Regions from separate parts of the Mus musculus genome. Here all the other regions are linked to region 1. A link is a contact called in public HiChIP or PLAC-seq and promoter capture Hi-C data. All regions are on one chromosome and are shown on one strand. The core of a region is the stretch at or near the end of the contact, and the rest is flanking DNA. Distances in the headings are between cores, read along the strand shown.

Evidence for each region. Promoter capture Hi-C pulls out the DNA fragments that hold promoters and counts their contacts. HiChIP or PLAC-seq counts read pairs in DNA pulled down with a chosen protein or histone mark.
Region 2: a contact with region 1 is called in an H3K27ac HiChIP or PLAC-seq map of regulatory T cell precursor, with 4 times the contacts expected there. The contact joins the promoter of Ccni here to the promoter of Scarb2 in region 1. A contact is called at or near these places in 7 of 39 promoter capture datasets (3T3-L1-derived adipocytes, the C10 cell line, cranial neural crest and 4 more), 4 of 484 Hi-C or Micro-C datasets (CD8 T cells, the N1E-115 cell line, muscle stem cells and 1 more), 8 of 115 datasets of contacts at active chromatin or transcription factors (astrocytes, bone marrow-derived macrophages, effector CD8 T cells and 5 more) and 3 of 9 other capture datasets (adipose tissue, liver and pancreatic islet).
Region 3: an H3K4me3 HiChIP or PLAC-seq map of bone marrow-derived macrophages shows a contact between it and region 1, with 4 times the contacts expected there. The contact joins the enhancer-like site here to the promoter of Scarb2 in region 1. A contact is called at or near these places in 3 of 39 promoter capture datasets (cranial neural crest, hippocampal neurons and pre-B cells) and 4 of 115 datasets of contacts at active chromatin or transcription factors (the NIH/3T3 cell line, astrocytes, bone marrow-derived macrophages and 1 more).
Region 4: a contact with region 1 is called in an H3K27ac HiChIP or PLAC-seq map of microglia, with 13 times the contacts expected there. The contact joins the promoter of Septin11 here to the promoter of Scarb2 in region 1. A contact is called at or near these places in 3 of 39 promoter capture datasets (cranial neural crest, hippocampal neurons and second pharyngeal arch cranial neural crest), 8 of 484 Hi-C or Micro-C datasets (the Ba/F3 cell line, LSK cells, the N1E-115 cell line and 5 more), 6 of 115 datasets of contacts at active chromatin or transcription factors (astrocytes, bone marrow-derived macrophages, embryonic forebrain and 3 more) and 2 of 9 other capture datasets (adipose tissue and liver).
Region 5: a promoter capture Hi-C map of hippocampal neurons shows a contact between it and region 1, with 2.5 times the contacts expected there. The contact joins the promoter of Sowahb here to the promoter of Scarb2 in region 1. A contact is called at or near these places in 6 of 39 promoter capture datasets (cranial neural crest, embryonic stem cells, frontonasal cranial neural crest and 3 more), 1 of 484 Hi-C or Micro-C datasets (cerebellum) and 2 of 115 datasets of contacts at active chromatin or transcription factors (bone marrow-derived macrophages and pancreatic cancer cells).

The regions. Positions count from the first base shown.
Region 1 is chr5:92,504,265-92,507,140 of GRCm38.p6, forward strand. It overlaps Scarb2 (scavenger receptor class B, member 2), which reads right to left and starts at 1,393. Exons shown (of 12, transcript NM_007644.4): 1 at 928-1,393. The coding sequence starts at 1,044.
Region 2 is chr5:93,205,033-93,207,908 of GRCm38.p6, forward strand. It overlaps Ccni (cyclin I), which reads right to left and starts at 1,463. Exons shown (of 7, transcript NM_017367.3): 1 at 882-1,463. It overlaps 2010109A12Rik (RIKEN cDNA 2010109A12 gene), which reads left to right and starts at 1,486. Exons shown (of 3, transcript NM_029363.1): 1 at 1,486-1,691. The coding sequence starts at 1,648.
Region 3 is chr5:93,151,178-93,154,053 of GRCm38.p6, forward strand. The region is part of intron 3 of Septin11 (septin 11); the gene reads left to right. Among named protein-coding and RNA genes, the nearest start is that of Ccni, 54 kb to the right of the region's middle. Within about 2 kb of position 1,479, at least 163 of the 459 cell types and tissues checked have an H3K27ac peak or open chromatin away from gene starts, as enhancers often do. A contact at or near this core is called in bone marrow-derived macrophages, where this site is marked.
Region 4 is chr5:93,091,932-93,094,807 of GRCm38.p6, forward strand. It overlaps Septin11 (septin 11), which reads left to right and starts at 1,485. Exons shown (of 10, transcript NM_001009818.2): 1 at 1,485-1,666. The coding sequence starts at 1,640.
Region 5 is chr5:93,043,561-93,046,436 of GRCm38.p6, forward strand. Sowahb (sosondowah ankyrin repeat domain family member B) reads right to left here and starts at 1,462. Exons shown (of 1, transcript NM_175270.4): 1 at 1-1,462. The coding sequence starts at 1,298.

The DNA.
Region 1 (2,876 bases), core at 143-2,642:
CAAGCCTAAGCTTTTGTACCTGGGAGACAGCAACAGAGATCAGCGAGACATTATGCATAAGAATGATGCTAATGAGAAAGGCTACCCCAGTGACTCATTTGTTTAGCTCTTTATTTTTAAAGGAAAAGGTGACCCTAGTAACTCTCTCCAGTTCCTCTTTCCACCGTGCCTGGTGAATGTGGGTGAAAGGGTAAAAGAAAAAAGTGACCAGGGTGGCCCCAGGATGGAGAAGTCTTCCACATGACCAGTTTTCAGGCCCCATCAAACACCCTGGGAGACAGGTCCAAATTCGTTAATTACCCAAGTAATGGCTGATGAGCACAAGTATGAAACAGAGACAGGGCTGTCTGCGAGACACAGAGCCGCTAAGCACTAACTGCAATGGATAAAATGTCACCCATTCCTAAAGCCTAGACTGTTTGCCATCTGCTCTGCCCTGCCCTGCCCTGCCCTGCCCTGCCCTACCCTACCCTACCCTGTCCAGCCCAGGAAGGAGAACACAATAGACCTCTCACCCACTTCTCATCCCCAGGCTCACTCCGTTTCAAAGGCTGCGCGGGCAAGCCTACAAAGCCAGCCTCTTCTGCGGTGCTTTTACGCATTTCTATTTCTTTGTCAAGTGCGAGGGAAACAGGGCTCAACATAGACCGGGTGCGTAGAGGGGTGTGGAGAATTGCTAAGGATAGAACGGAAACGCAAGGCTTTTCTACAAAGTCGAGATCTGTAGACTTACAGGTTATTTAAAAGGAAGAGTCACCTCAAGTCTCCACATCCTGCCAACCCGGGGAGGCAAACAAGAGCTGTGTTCTGCAGGCTCGGCGCCAACGCAACTCTCCCCACACAGGGTCCGCAATGGGAGGGTGGCCTAGAAAGACACCACACACACACACACACACACACACACACACACACACTAGCCTGCCTCACCTTCTCGATCGTCTGGTCTACCGCCTTCTGAAAGACTCGAGCCACTAGCAGCGTGACGCTGGTCACCAGCAGCAGCAGAGACAGCGTCCCCGCCGTGTAGAAGCAGCATCTGCCCATACTGCGCGCAGCTCACCGGCCAGGCCTGGGACCGAACGGCGAGCTGGAACAAGCCTCCGCCAAGGCCGAGCAGCAGCCGCCCAAAGCCCGGGGCCCCTGCGGCTCCCGCACCTTCTCCGTGCGTGTTCAGCCGCTGCCCGCGCAGTGCGCACAGCCCTGGAGTAGATACCGGAATGAGCAGCAGAGCCGGTGCGATCGCGAGTGCCGGGGCCGCCTGGCTTTCGTTTTCTCCGGCTGCTGCAGCCAGGGAGGTGCAGGGAGCGCGCAGAGCGGTGACGCGGGCTGGTGGGGCTCGCCAGCAAGCCGCGGCGGCGGTGATGGTGACGGCTGGCGACTGCGCCGGGAAGCGGGAGGGGCCGGGCGGAGGCCTTCAGTCATGTGCCCTGCAGCGGCCCCTGCGATTCGGCGGGGTTGCGCCTGCATCCTCTCCCTGCAGGCGGCGCGGTCATCCAGGGAACTGAAATCGCCCTTCCCCATTCGCTCTGCCGCTTTCTTTCTCCTTCAGATCTCTGCTGAGGGCCCACGGTGGGCCAAGCATGGGGAACCCCGGCTGGACGCGCGGTTTCCCTTACTCCAGAGGATCTCCCGAGTTCCTTGGAAGATTTAAGTACAATGTAACTAATGCTTTTACAAGGTGCCTGCTGACTTGTGCCTGATTTGTACCTGCAGAGCCTTGTTGGGTTGAACTGGGTCTTCAGGAATAAGTCAGAGTGTGTCCTCAAGAAAGTGAGGAGGAGGCGTTTGCCTCCGCAGACTGAAGGCAAGGGAGTTAACTGTTGAGTAGTCTAGGCCTTATGCTGTAGGGTTTGTGGTGCCAAGCCCTCGGAGATCAGATTTTGAAAGGCTCTGTGTCCTGATAAAGGGCGTTAACAGAGAAGCAAGTCAAGTAGAGCAGGTGTTTGTTGTCTATTTTGTCATCATCAGTTGAATAAGGGTTAGTTCCGTGACTGGCACACACATACAGACACACAAACACGCGGCAGCCCTATTATGAAGCAGAAAGAAGTGCTGTACAGGTTGTAAGAGGAACTGGAGTTGGGATGTGGGGGGTGGGGTGTGATTTCGTTAATGGGAAAAGGCAAGTAGGGAAGCTGGGTGCAAAGTAATACCTACAAGTTCAGCAAAGCCGTGGGGAGAGAGTAGTCCTTGAGGCAAACTGGCATGTCCCCAAATTCTGACATATCTCAGATGTAGACCTGCCTTAAATATCCCTGTTGTGCTTAATCAGCGGACTGGGAGCAACCTTGAGAAGTTAGTCTTTACCAGCTTGGGATAGATTTCAGTCGTGTTCAACAGCTGAGAGGCTCATCAGTCACTAATGCCATCTGCAGGGGAAGATCTGAACTGACATTTTCTTGGCCAGGCCAGTGTCCTTATCATTAAGGAGTCAGCCCACCAGGATGGAAAACACTCAAATAATCGTGACACTGGAGGCAGCCTGTACCATAGAGGGAGACCTTGTCTCAAAAGAGGAAAGAAAACAAGCAAAATAGAAGCACACAAAAGAAGCTCTGTCTTAAAATTGAAAAAATAGATAAAGGAAAAAACCCAGCAGAGTAAAATAAAATCTAAAAGAAAATGGGGGGGGGGAGGTATGTGCAATGAAAAAAATGAATTTAGATGAAAGTTACACTGTTGCTGGTGTACTACATAGTTAGTTAGACTCAGGACAATTGCACCTGCACAGATTTCTCTCTCTCCTCTCCCTCTCCCTCTCCCTCTCCCTCTCCCTCTCCTCCTCCTCCTTCCTCCTCCTCCTCCTCCTCCTCCTCCTCCTCCTCCTCCTCCTCCTCCTCCTCCTCCTCCTCCTCTTCTTCTTCTTCTTCTTCTTC
Region 2 (2,876 bases), core at 213-2,712, 700 kb after region 1:
TAATTTTTAAGAATTACTTGACCAGAATAAACAAATACTCTTGGCTTTTAACCTAACCCTTTTTTTAACCCCTTTTAAGACAGGGTACATACATATATGTATGTGTGTGTATGTCTCCATCCCTAGCTGTCCAGAAAGTTTCTAGGTTTACCAGGCTGCTGTTCAAACACTCAATGGCTCTTCACTGACAAAGTGAAACGTAAGTATTTTACTTTGCTATTCTAAGACCTTCAGTTGATCCATTTACCTCGTTGATCTATTTACCTCACACTTTCCACGAATTTACTACACAATGTTCAACTTCTGCCTAAATGACCTGCGGTGGAGCAGGCTAACTCTGCAGAGAGCATTTAGCTCTTGCAAAATTCGGCATTTTTCTGTCCTTTATGATGCAACTCAGTTCCCTCACCTCTCTAGTTTCCTCCACCGGCCCAAGCCCTAGACGACGTTACACTCCCGCGCGCGGTGTGTGGGTGGCGGGGGGGGGGGGGGGTAGGGCAGAGGAAGATAACTATTGGCTTGACATTCACAATACTCTGCCCGGTAAATTATGTTCGGTGGTCACGAGGGATCGGTGGCTTCTGTGGGTGGGGGTGTGTCACCTTCTTTATTAGCACTGGCTCGCGGAGCCTGGAACTGGCACCCCAGTCGGTGACGGGCTGTGGCTACAAGTTACTTGGGGACCAAAAAAAAAAAAAAAAAAGAAAAAAAGGCCGGGCTCAAAGGAAACCCACGCAGCGCTGCCAGAGACGGCGAGGGGGTCCCCGAGGTGCCCAGGAAAGGTTCGCCGAGGGGACCGGTCCTCGGGGGAGCGGCGCGCGCCCCCGCGAGCTCCCACTCCAGCGGCGCGCACGGCGACCGCGCCGCGCCCCCGCCCTCACCTTCTTCTTCTCCTCCTCTTCCTCCTCCTCCTCCTCCCCGGCAGAGCTGTAGGCCTCACAGTGGTGACGCGGGGTCATCCGGGGGCCCGTTACCACCTCATGATCCTCGGCGCGCGGCAGCGGGGCGCGCGGGACCAGGGCCGGGCCGTCTGAGGAGGGAGAAGAGGGCAAACCGGGCCGGCGGGCGCGGGTACTCGGGCGGGACGCACGGCTGCGGCCGAGGGGTCACTCAGCGAACTAGTTCCATGATGACCCTGGGCCCGAGGCCGCCGCCGCCGGTCCCGCTCCTCCGACCGCCGCCGCTGGTGCCCGGGTGAGGAGGGGGCGCCCTCTCGCCATAGGGCGGCGGGGGCCGGGGAGAGGCGCGGGGTGAGGCCGGCTCTGCCCCTGCCCGAGGGAAACGCCTCCGAGGGGAAATGGTGGAAGGGGGGAAGGGGAAAAAAGAAAAGAAAAGGAAGGGGAAAGGGGGAGAAAATAAGAAAAAGCGAGACAGAGGCGCTGGCGCGTCCGCTCGCGGGGGAAGGCTGGGGAGGGAGGAGCGTACGAAAAAGCGCCGGCCGCCTAGCCCCGCCCTCGCGGACTGATTTCGGCCGCGCGTGTCTGTAAACAACGCCAGTGTTCTCGTCTCTTCCTGGCCACCTCCGGTGTCCCACGGACGCATAGGAGAGTTTGAACAAAGACGAACTTCCGTGTCTTATGGACGCACAGGAGAGTTTGAACAAAGACGAGCTTCCGGAGACGACCTGGGGAAGGCGCTGGGACTGGGATGAAAAGGGAAAGTGCATTTTGTGTGCACAAAGAGAAGGAAAGGTGCGCGGACTCTTTTTCCTCGGGCGCGCGGAAGAACCCCCGCCGCCTGTTCGGTGACGTAAGAGGCTTGTTAGCCGAGGAGGCGTGCAGTGGCCGGAGAGTGTGCTGCGCATGCGCCTCTGGAAAGAAAGGAGCCTAGCCTCAGGGAAGGGTTTCTGGGTGAGCGCCTGCGCCCAACCTAGAGTCTCCCAGTGTTTCCCAGCCCAACTTGTCCTTAGCCCTCCTGAACGAATTTATTAGACGTGGATGGAGATCTTTTGTGTAAAGATCACATTCTTTGTTGACCTTACGCAAAATTATGTTGTCCCGTTCCTATTAGTGAGTAAGGACATGCATCTTTTTAACCATCCTGTGGGTGATGGGAGACTGAAGCACTTTAGAATTAAGAAAATTAAGGGGATCATATCCTGCGTGCTTAAGGCTACTTGTAAAAACAGTGGATTAGACTACTGACGGCTTGGCTGTGCGCCAATGGAATTCTAGTCATGAGCCAGTATGTCTAGTATTTCAGGGTCCTGTTTATCACTAACTAGGTCCTTAACGAATGTGAACTAAATGTGTTTTATTTACTTGAGTACTTTTTACTCCAGTTGGTAAATTTTGCAAATCTTACAATGGTTCTACTTATGAAAAGAATGCAGATAGCTTTGGGAAGAAGGGGAGACCTGGAACTTAACCATTTACCTAGTCAAGCATTCATTTTACATCACTGGAAAAAAACAAAAACAAAAACAAAAAAAAAACCCGATCAGGTTTTTACAGAACTGGAATTAGCTTGAAAACAAAAGGCTCCTGTCTTCAAGGAGTTTGCAACTCAGGCACAGAGATACCCATTGATCACTGTATGAAATTACCCAAAAGACTGTTTTACTCTATAGCCATCCCCTCCCCATATGAACTCATGGATGGCCTGGATCTTGTATAGTTTGTTTTATACTGCATTTCTGTATGTGAAAGGCTCTCAGTATTTGATTTCTGACCTCATAAACAAGTGTCAGTAGCAGAAGGATTAAGATGGAAAATTTCAGACCAGTGTGGAAACGCCTTTAACCTGCTCTGGGCTCTCAGTAAAGGTTTCTCTGAGGAAGTGACATTTAAGATGAGTCTTGAAACCACTGGGCAAAGAAAAATATAGGCACAGGAAGCAACATATGGAAAGCACTGAAGCTTACATTGCCTCTGAGA
Region 3 (2,876 bases), core at 229-2,728, 650 kb after region 1:
GACGTTATCTGCCTCTGACCTGGCCAGCCAGAAGGAGACAGGAAGAGGGGTCTTGGAGAGTTTCCTGTTATGTTTAAGTCTTGTTTAAGGGCTTCCTTGCTCTTTCTGCCCCCATAGGTGAGGGCAAGGGGCAAGGACCAGCGGAGCCTTGCTGCCTCGCTAGAACCAGAATAGTTTACTCCACCTTTGGGAGGTGCCATGAACTTTAAGGTCACCAACCTGAAAGTCATGGGTAATCCATTCCACTGTGTAAGAATGATCAGAGAAGAAAATGGCTTAGAATAGTTTTTCCCTTTGACAACTGGTCTCACTGTAATTTTTGATGCCTAGCAGTACAGGAATAAAGTGAGCAGCAGGAGGAATGCTCCCTCAAAGGGAATTAAGTTAAAGCTGCTTGGTTCTCCCCAGCTCCTGCAGCCTGGAGAACTGGCCACACACAAAGTAACAGGGTTCCGTGCTTAGCCCTGAAAGTAACAGACGGTAGTTAAGTTAGGTGTAAGCTTTATCTTTCTGGCTGACTGCAGAAGTGGAAGGGGTTGAGGGACCTTGGAACTTGTTTCAAGGATACAAGGGCTGAAGAGCTGTCTGGCCTCTGGTCCCCCCCCCCCCCCCCCCCCCCAGGAAACTGTTTCTTTGTTTCTTTCCCATAATGAAACTTTAGCCTAAGGAAATAGGTCTCCAAGAGAACATGTCTTTTGTTTGTTTATAATGATGTAATTTCTCCTCCCTCCTTTTTCCCTATTCCCCCCTCAGGTCCTTTCTCTTCCTGGACTTTACTTAAAACAAACAAACCCCCAAATGCATGCCACTTTCCTTTTATTGATGGGTTTTTATTTTGTTAGTGATGTCACCTATGCTCGATGCACAGAGATTTCAGGCTTGGCTGTGAAGGTAAAGGGATACTCAGTTTGAGCTCGGGCTGCTGGCACCCACAGCCGGGGGATGACTAGGCAGGGCTCTGTAGAAGAGCAATTGGAAATATTTGACAAACTGTTGAAGTGTGTGGGGAGAGACCAGGGTGGGACTGGAGGTTGAAAGTAGTGTGTCATCGAAGAAATGCTAAAGGAAATTCAGAGTAAATGTGGTTTTCCGGGGAGAGCACAGGGTGGGGGTGAAGGTTAGGCAGAACCTTGGAAGAAGCAGCAAAGGAGGCCTGGGGTACAAAGAAAACAAAGGACTCAAAATCCAATTCTGAAAGGGTCCCGGCCATGCCTCGCCTCCCCCAAGCATGGACACTCATCAAGCATAAGAGGCAAGAGAGGGAATCAAAGGAGAGCAGGAACCAACTTGGACTGCTCCTCAGAGGAGGCAGAGACAGCCCTGACTCAGAAACAAGGAGACAAGGGCACACTGGGGGTGGCTTTTCCTCCCAAAGGGATAAGAAGTTGCCGGGGAGAGCCTAACCCTCCAACCTGCCCCAGTGTCAGGAAACCCCAAGGCTTACCCCGAGACATGATGGGTGGACCTCTGTGGGCCACCCACTTCCCCACAGGGTGGGGCTCAGCATAAGACAAGTAGGAACTGAAAAGGGTGTGCAGTTCTTGGGTCTCTCCCTCCTCTTTTTTAAAGAGCCACTGTCCTCGGTTTACTGTGTTCTGTGTTTATGACATCATGAAGTGGCTACCCAGTATATACTTTGCATCAACTAGTTCATTCGCCTGCCACTGTAGCTCTCCGATTAATTTTAGACTCTTGTAGCCCAGGCTTGTCTGGAACTTGTGTAGCTGAGACTGGCCTTGTATGCTTGCCTTTCTTTCTCCTTGCCTCTAAGTACTGGGACTAGAAGCGTGTACCAGGGTCTATTCAAGGTATTGTTTTTGCATCTGACTTATTTATGGGAGAAACACAGAACAATTTTGGTGACCTGTCCAAGGCCATGGAGCTAGTTACTTGGTGACTAGAATGCTTACTTTGGGTCTCAGACACTGTGGCCTAAATCCATGATTCTCCTACACAACTATCTCAAAATAACAAGCACGAGTATTGTTATGTAATCTATGCCTATATTTCGAAATTGAGAAACAAAGAATCTTATCAGTCACTATCTATTGCATGAGAATTTTTCAATTCTCATTTTAACTTGGAGACTTATTCCACCTTTTATTTTTTTAAATACCTGTAGAGCGACTGTTTACATTCCACTAATGGGTAAAGATCACATCATTGAAGGACAAACTAGTGAGCAGTTATTTAGAAGCTCCATGTAGGAATGCATGTTTGTGGTCCCAGTACTTGGAAGCTGAGGCAGGAACGCTACAAGTTTGAGGCTGGCAAGAGAGCAAGTGCAAGGCTAGCTACACATCAGGACTCTGCCTTAAAACACCTAAGCAAGGGACTGGGGTGATAGCACACTCAAGATTAAAACATACATCAAAGAGCCAAGGGTGGTGAGACAAGCCTGCAATTCCAGCTCTGGGGAGGGAGAGGCTGGAGGGTCCTGAGTCTCAGTGGCCAGCTAACCTGGCCTACGTGCCAAGTCCCAAACCAGTAGGAGATTCTGTCACCACCCCCCAACCCCCAAAAAGGAAATGGCTCTTGAGGGACAATGTCTGAGGCTGACCTCTAGCCTCCATGTACAGACAGACACACAGATAAGCAGAGACACACCAACACATAGTCATGCTTGTCCTGTTTCACTGTGCCCCCCTCCCCCCAGCCTCTTCTTCCCCTCCTATCCTAAACAATACAAAACCAGTTTGCTGATTGTTTCAGTCTTGGTCACGACTCTGCTCTCTGCCACGCTCCTCAGGACGTCCCTTGGCAGCCTTATTGTAAGGATTTGTAATGCCCTGTTGGGGCTTTTAGTTGATTTGTGGCTCTGGGATCTGGGTATTCAAAGACTTTTATTTTCATACAACTGAATGGTTCACCAGAGA
Region 4 (2,876 bases), core at 235-2,734, 590 kb after region 1:
TCAGGTCTGAGTGAGCCAGAATCTGGCTTTACATCAGAGCCTTCCTCTTTCAACACACTCTTCCCTAGGTTCCACCGCCAAGGGTGGAATTCACTCTAGGCAGCTTCTAGCTCCTCACTCACCTACCAGAGCAGCCCAGCATCAGATCAGCTACTGGTGAACCAGTGCTAGTCACTTACCCTCAGCCAAAGACTGGACAGAGAGCATCTGAATCCCGTAGCCAAAAGTGGGTTCCCAGAAACTTGGATGTTTGAAGTCTCAGGTATGACTCTCAGATGCCCGCCCTAGTTCTCCCCCCACGCCCCTGCCCCGTGGGCGCGTTCATGTGGGCTAAATACAGCCCTTCCCTTGCCTCTTCCCCTGCGCTTCAAGTCACCTACTTTCCTCAACTCACGTGAGTAGCTATCCTCACGTGATCGTGGGTCTACCATGCGTGGACACCCACAGCGCATTACACTTCTCCCTGTTAAGCCTATGTCAGATGTATGTACAAGGACCCCGCCATTTCGCCTGCCACTCAGACACTGTAATTATTCCAACATCTGCTGGGGGTGGGGGTGGGGGGAAGTCCTTCTTAGTGGTGGAGGAGCCCTCCCAGTTCCCTGTGCTGTGAGTCGCACCCACTTGTCACCCGCTTCTCGCCTTCGCTGTGCACCACACCCCGCAGCCAGGATTGAGCTTGCACGCCTCCGGGCCCTGGGTCATCCGGTCTGTCTCCGGGATCCAATATCACGTCCACTGACCTCTTCGCACCAGTAACCTCTCCAGTGTGACACGGTGGGAAAAGCTCTGGAGCAAGCTCACAAACGGCTTAATTTTTCCAGCGAGCACTCAAGTTTTTTTAATTAATTAATTAATTTCCCTGTCCCCAGCAGCGGTGGTTGGGTCGTTCACGACTAGGTCCTCTTTTTCTGGAAAAGCGGTCCCCAGCCCGGCCGCACACCACAGCGACGGCTTCCAGCAGCTGGTTTAGTCTCCTTTCTGATGGAAGGCCCAGCAGACCGGCAATTCTTTCCTCGTGGGGCGCGCTCGGCCCTAGTAAGTTACCCACCGCACCTTCTAAGAGGGCTCCTCCGGGTGGGGCGTGTCACCAGGTCAATTTTCCAGAGGTACAACCTCTGCACCCTGCGGTCCCCTAGCCTCCCTGCCCCACCCCATAGCAGCCCCAGGTGCCGGCTCCGCGCAGCGCGTGGCAGCTCGGGGTTGGGACCTCCGCGCCTAGGCTTTTACGCGGACCCCAGCACGTGTTGCAACAGGGGGAGTGTCGGGCAGTGTCCCGGCACAGGACGCTTTAATGGGACGGAAGAAAGCCACAGGAAGGAAGGTGGCTGACTTCAAAGCGTATCATCTTATCAGCTGACCAGGATCACGGTTCACCTGCTGCGTTCGTCTGCTCGGCTGGGGCTGGGGATCTCTCTGCACCCCCGTCCCGGGGCAGCTAATGGTCGAGTCCAGGCGGGAGGCCATGTTGCTGGAATAAAGCGGGCGGGGCGGCGCGGGCGAGCAGATGCGGCTGGAGGCGCGCGGGAGCCGGGCGCGAGCAGGGCGCAGCCGCGAGGGAGGCGCGGGGGAGGCCAGCGGGAGCCGGAGCACCAGCAGCAGCCAGTGTCGGTAAAGAGCAGCCAGAGCCACAGTCGCGATGGCCGTGGCGGTGGGGAGACCGAGTGTGAGTACTGGGGCCTCACTTCTCTAGCGTGCTGATCCCGGGGCGCCGGGTGGTCTCCGCTTCGGGGCGCGTGCGGGTGGAGACTTGCGGGGATCAGGAGGGGGGCTCTGGGTGGTGGCTGTTGGGGGCTGTGGGTGTGTGCATGAATTTGGGCGCGCGTCTGGGGCGGAGGGGAGCTTGGGGAGCCCGCAGGCTCAGAGCCTACCTGATGCAACATTAGATCGCTTTGGCGCGCCCCTGTTTCGGGGATGTGGGAAGAAAAGGACCCTTCTGTGAGGCGCCCTTAGAAGAGATTGCTTGAGCTGCTGCTTTCCCCAGCTACCTCTCTCTCACGGCGCACAAGGCTTAGCTGGTGACAGAGGAGGAAGGCGCTGACTGAGGAGGGTTTCCTCGCGGTTCTCTCGCGCCCTGGGGGCGATCCGGGCATGAGAATTGGGTGCTGAAGCGCTGTGTCACACGGCCGTAGAAGCGGGTCAAAGGGGTGGGATTTCCGTGGTGGTTTACTCCCCCCCCCCCCGGGTGCATTGTGAAATTCCGGACACCCTCAGGCGCCCACCCGGGTGACCCGGGCCCTGCCCAGGATGTGGACAAAGCCCTAGGCACACACACACACACACACACACAAAGTTTTCAAAGGGCTCCCTTTCGGGGTGGGTGGAAGTCCTGAAATACTCTGCGGCTGGCAGGCCGGGGGCGGCAGTAGTGAATACGGGGCTCCGGGAAGAGGAAGGGAGGGTGCGTGCCTGGAGAAGTGTCCCAGCACCCGAAGTCAGAGAGGGGATGCTCTGGGCTGGGGTACGCGCCACGGGCTGTGCCTCTGGGAGTGTAGGCTCTGGGTTTCCAACTCCGGCAGCCAGCTAGAGCGAGTAGGACTTTGAGGATGTAGTTTAGGGTCTGCTCTCTAGCCTAGGGTGAAAAGGAGGGAAGGGGCGGTGGCGGCAGTGGCCGCCTTTCCTTTTTATTGAAAGGAGCCAAGCCCAGTGGGAAAGGCGGAGTCCTCTTCTCTCGGGTTTTCTTTGTCAACGTTCATTGCCCACTTTTGCCTGGTCTGCCCTGGGGGCGACTCCGGGGGAGTCCTTCCCTGGCTAGTACCCCATCTTTTTTTTTTAAATTTTCCCTTTCGAACTTTGCAGCTAGCTTCAGGTGGTGGCCTGACATTTTGCAGATACAGAGAAAAGTCTTAGATGTTGAAAGCTGCCAAACCCCAGAT
Region 5 (2,876 bases), core at 212-2,711, 540 kb after region 1:
CCTCTATATCCGAGGTCCCGCCGGATCAGGCAAGGGCTGTCGTTTGGTGGCAAAAACAGATCCTCAACTGGATCCCTGAGCTCCCCCCAGGAGGAAGTTCTCAAGACAGGTTGCAGCCCCTCTTCGGGGGTTCCGGGAGATTCTTTGGGTCCACTGCTGCTCTCCTCACTTCCATGGCTCTCTTGCTCCACAAAGTCATTCAGATCCTGGAGGGACAGCTGACAACGAATGCTTCGAAAGACGGTAGATGGAGCGTTCCCTGGCCAGGATTCTGAGGACTCATCGAGAACCACGGGAAGGAGAGAATGAAAAGACAGAGCGGGCTCTGGCAGCGCCGAGCTGGTCTCCGAGACCCCAAAGGCGGTTTCTGAAGGTAGCTGGAGGAAGTTGTCTGGCAACACCGACCAGGCGCGAGTGGGCGCCTGGATCTCGGGCTCAGGCACCTGCAGGTATCTGGCTACCCACTCTTGAGTGCGCTGGTGCTGTTGCTGCAGCTGCTGGGTTGAATGGTTCGGGGAGCCGGCGGTAAACAGCTCCAGTGGCTCTCTGGAGGGCGCCGGGTGGGGCGGGAGAGCAGGCGGGGACGTCGGGCTGCCAGCAGCCTCGACGGCGGTCGGAGGCCAGACAGGCGGTACAGATCCAGGCGCGTGCTCGGCGGCCTCTCCTTCCCTCAGCCACCCCGGAGCTCCGAGGTCATCCCGGGCAGGTGCAGCGCGCTCCGGCTTCTCGCAGGCGACTGCAGGGTCTCCGAGATCTTCTGGCAGCGGCTGTCCGGTGGACTGTCCCCAGCCGTTCTGCTGGCACTCCCAGCAGCAGCGTCCTCGCGTCCCCACAGCCGCACACCTGCCTCTGGCTTGAGCAGCCTCTGGCTCCGGTGTCCTCTGGTTCGGGCTGTCCTCCGGGCTGGGGTCTGGCCCGGCCACCTTCTGCGCGCTGCCACCTACGTCCACCTGGGTCCCCGCACCTGCCGGCGGCTTCTGCGGCTCCGGGTCACGGCGGCGGTGGCCCCGCGGCTTTCCATCTACAGGGCCCGGTCGCTGCAGGCCCTCCTCCCCCAGTAGGTCCCTGTACCTCCTCTTGAGCACCACGTACTTGGTGCCGTCGGGGTCCTGGCGCACTGCGGCCACCGAGTTCACGAAGCCCTTGAAGCGCTCGCGACGCTCCTGCAGCTGGCCTGGAGACACGTGAGGGTCGCGCAGGAAGCTCTTGAAGTGGCTCAGCAGCTCTGCGTTACGCACTCGGCCCCCGGCCTGGCACAGAAAGTCCAGCAGTGCCTCCTGGCTCAGCTCTCCGGCCATCGCTGCTGGGTCCTTAGTCCCTGGGGCGGCTGCGTCTCGAGCTCCCAGCGCACTTCCCCTTCGACCGAAACCCAGGCCTGGAGAGTGTCACCTGCGCCCAGGGTGGCGCCACCCGCCTCCATCAGCCGCGGAGGCCGGCGCCGCCCGCATCCCCAGGGCGCTCCAGGAGGGCCGAGGGTCCCTAGGGGCGGGTGCCCAGGCAGAGTCCCCGCGCGCAACCCTGGTGGCAGGGGGCGGCTCCTGGGCCGCCCCTGAACGACGCTGGCCTGTCGCAGCGAGTCCCCGCAGCGAAAGTTCCCGGGATAGGTCGGAGTCGGTTTCACCTGCGCTCTGGCTACGCCTCCTCCTGGGCTCTGGGGGAAGGGCTCAGCCCGCCTCCAGTACCTCCGCCTTCTGAAGTATCCCCCAACCCCCGCCACCCGTCCGGGGTGAGTCAGGCTGGTCACAGTCGCGGGCAGCGTGGGAGGTGAGGCCGAGGGCGAACTGAGCCGGAGGGGAACAGCTCTCCCGGGCGCGCAGCTACCCCGAGGCCTGGGAGATGTCAGGCAGGTAGGCGACTGGCTGTCCCTCAGAGTGCCCGCCAGGCTAGAAACTAAAGCAGAGGGAGGTCGACTAGGTCCCTCTCTCCCCGCGGCACGAGTTACAGCTAGAGTCTTCACGGGTCAGGGTCCAATAGATTGGCTCCCCGCTGTTTCTCTTTATTAGCTCGGTCTGGGGAGGGGCTCGGGGTTCCCAATTGCAGAATCCGGCGGGATCCGGAAAAAAAAAACCCACCGAGATCCAAACCAAATCTCTTTTAGTTTGTCGATAACAAGATACTGAGAAGGCGGCTCCCAGGACATTCTCTTCAAGGAGTTCAGACACACCTGCCTAAGTCTGTACTGAGAGCGAAATCACTCTGAAAGCTACAGACGAAGGTTGGGTTTTGCCTTTCATTTTCCGGCATCATTGTCTTATATTACAATGCTCAGTGCCAGAGGTGTTGGGGGAGGATTCGCTATCAGAGAGGTCATTTCCTAGGAAGCCAAAATCCAGAGGAATTATCTCCTTAGCTAAGGTATTTGATACCCAGAGTTATTTTTTTTTAATTTAGTCTAAGATTTGTGAAGAGAAGAGATTCGCTCCATCTGTTTCATGTTGACTTCTTTGTGAAGTCTTTGCTTTGAGAATGCAAGTTTTCCTCCACACATTTAAAATGTTGAAATCGCGACGAGGATTTGATTCCACCCCAGGAAAGGGGACGCTAGACTCTCTTGGTCTGTTGAAGGGCTGCTGAGTCCACCCTGATTCAAGTTTTTCTTTAGCCCCCTTTGAAGAGGGAAGAGTTAAGCCACAGCAGCACACTTCATCCATAAAGCCCTACATTTCTGTCTGGTCTGGGTGACTCTCTTTCTTCTTTATCTTGAGTTGATTTGCATACTGTCAACAGTACCTATCTCTTGTAGCCTCAAGCCCCTTTGTCTTCTGCACAGCCTCGTTGCAGCCTTCCCTCCCCACCTTCCCTAACAGCCACCCCAAATGTCTGTGTCTCTGCAGCCTCCCATGACTGCCACGTTTCTAGCGATAAATTCTCTATTT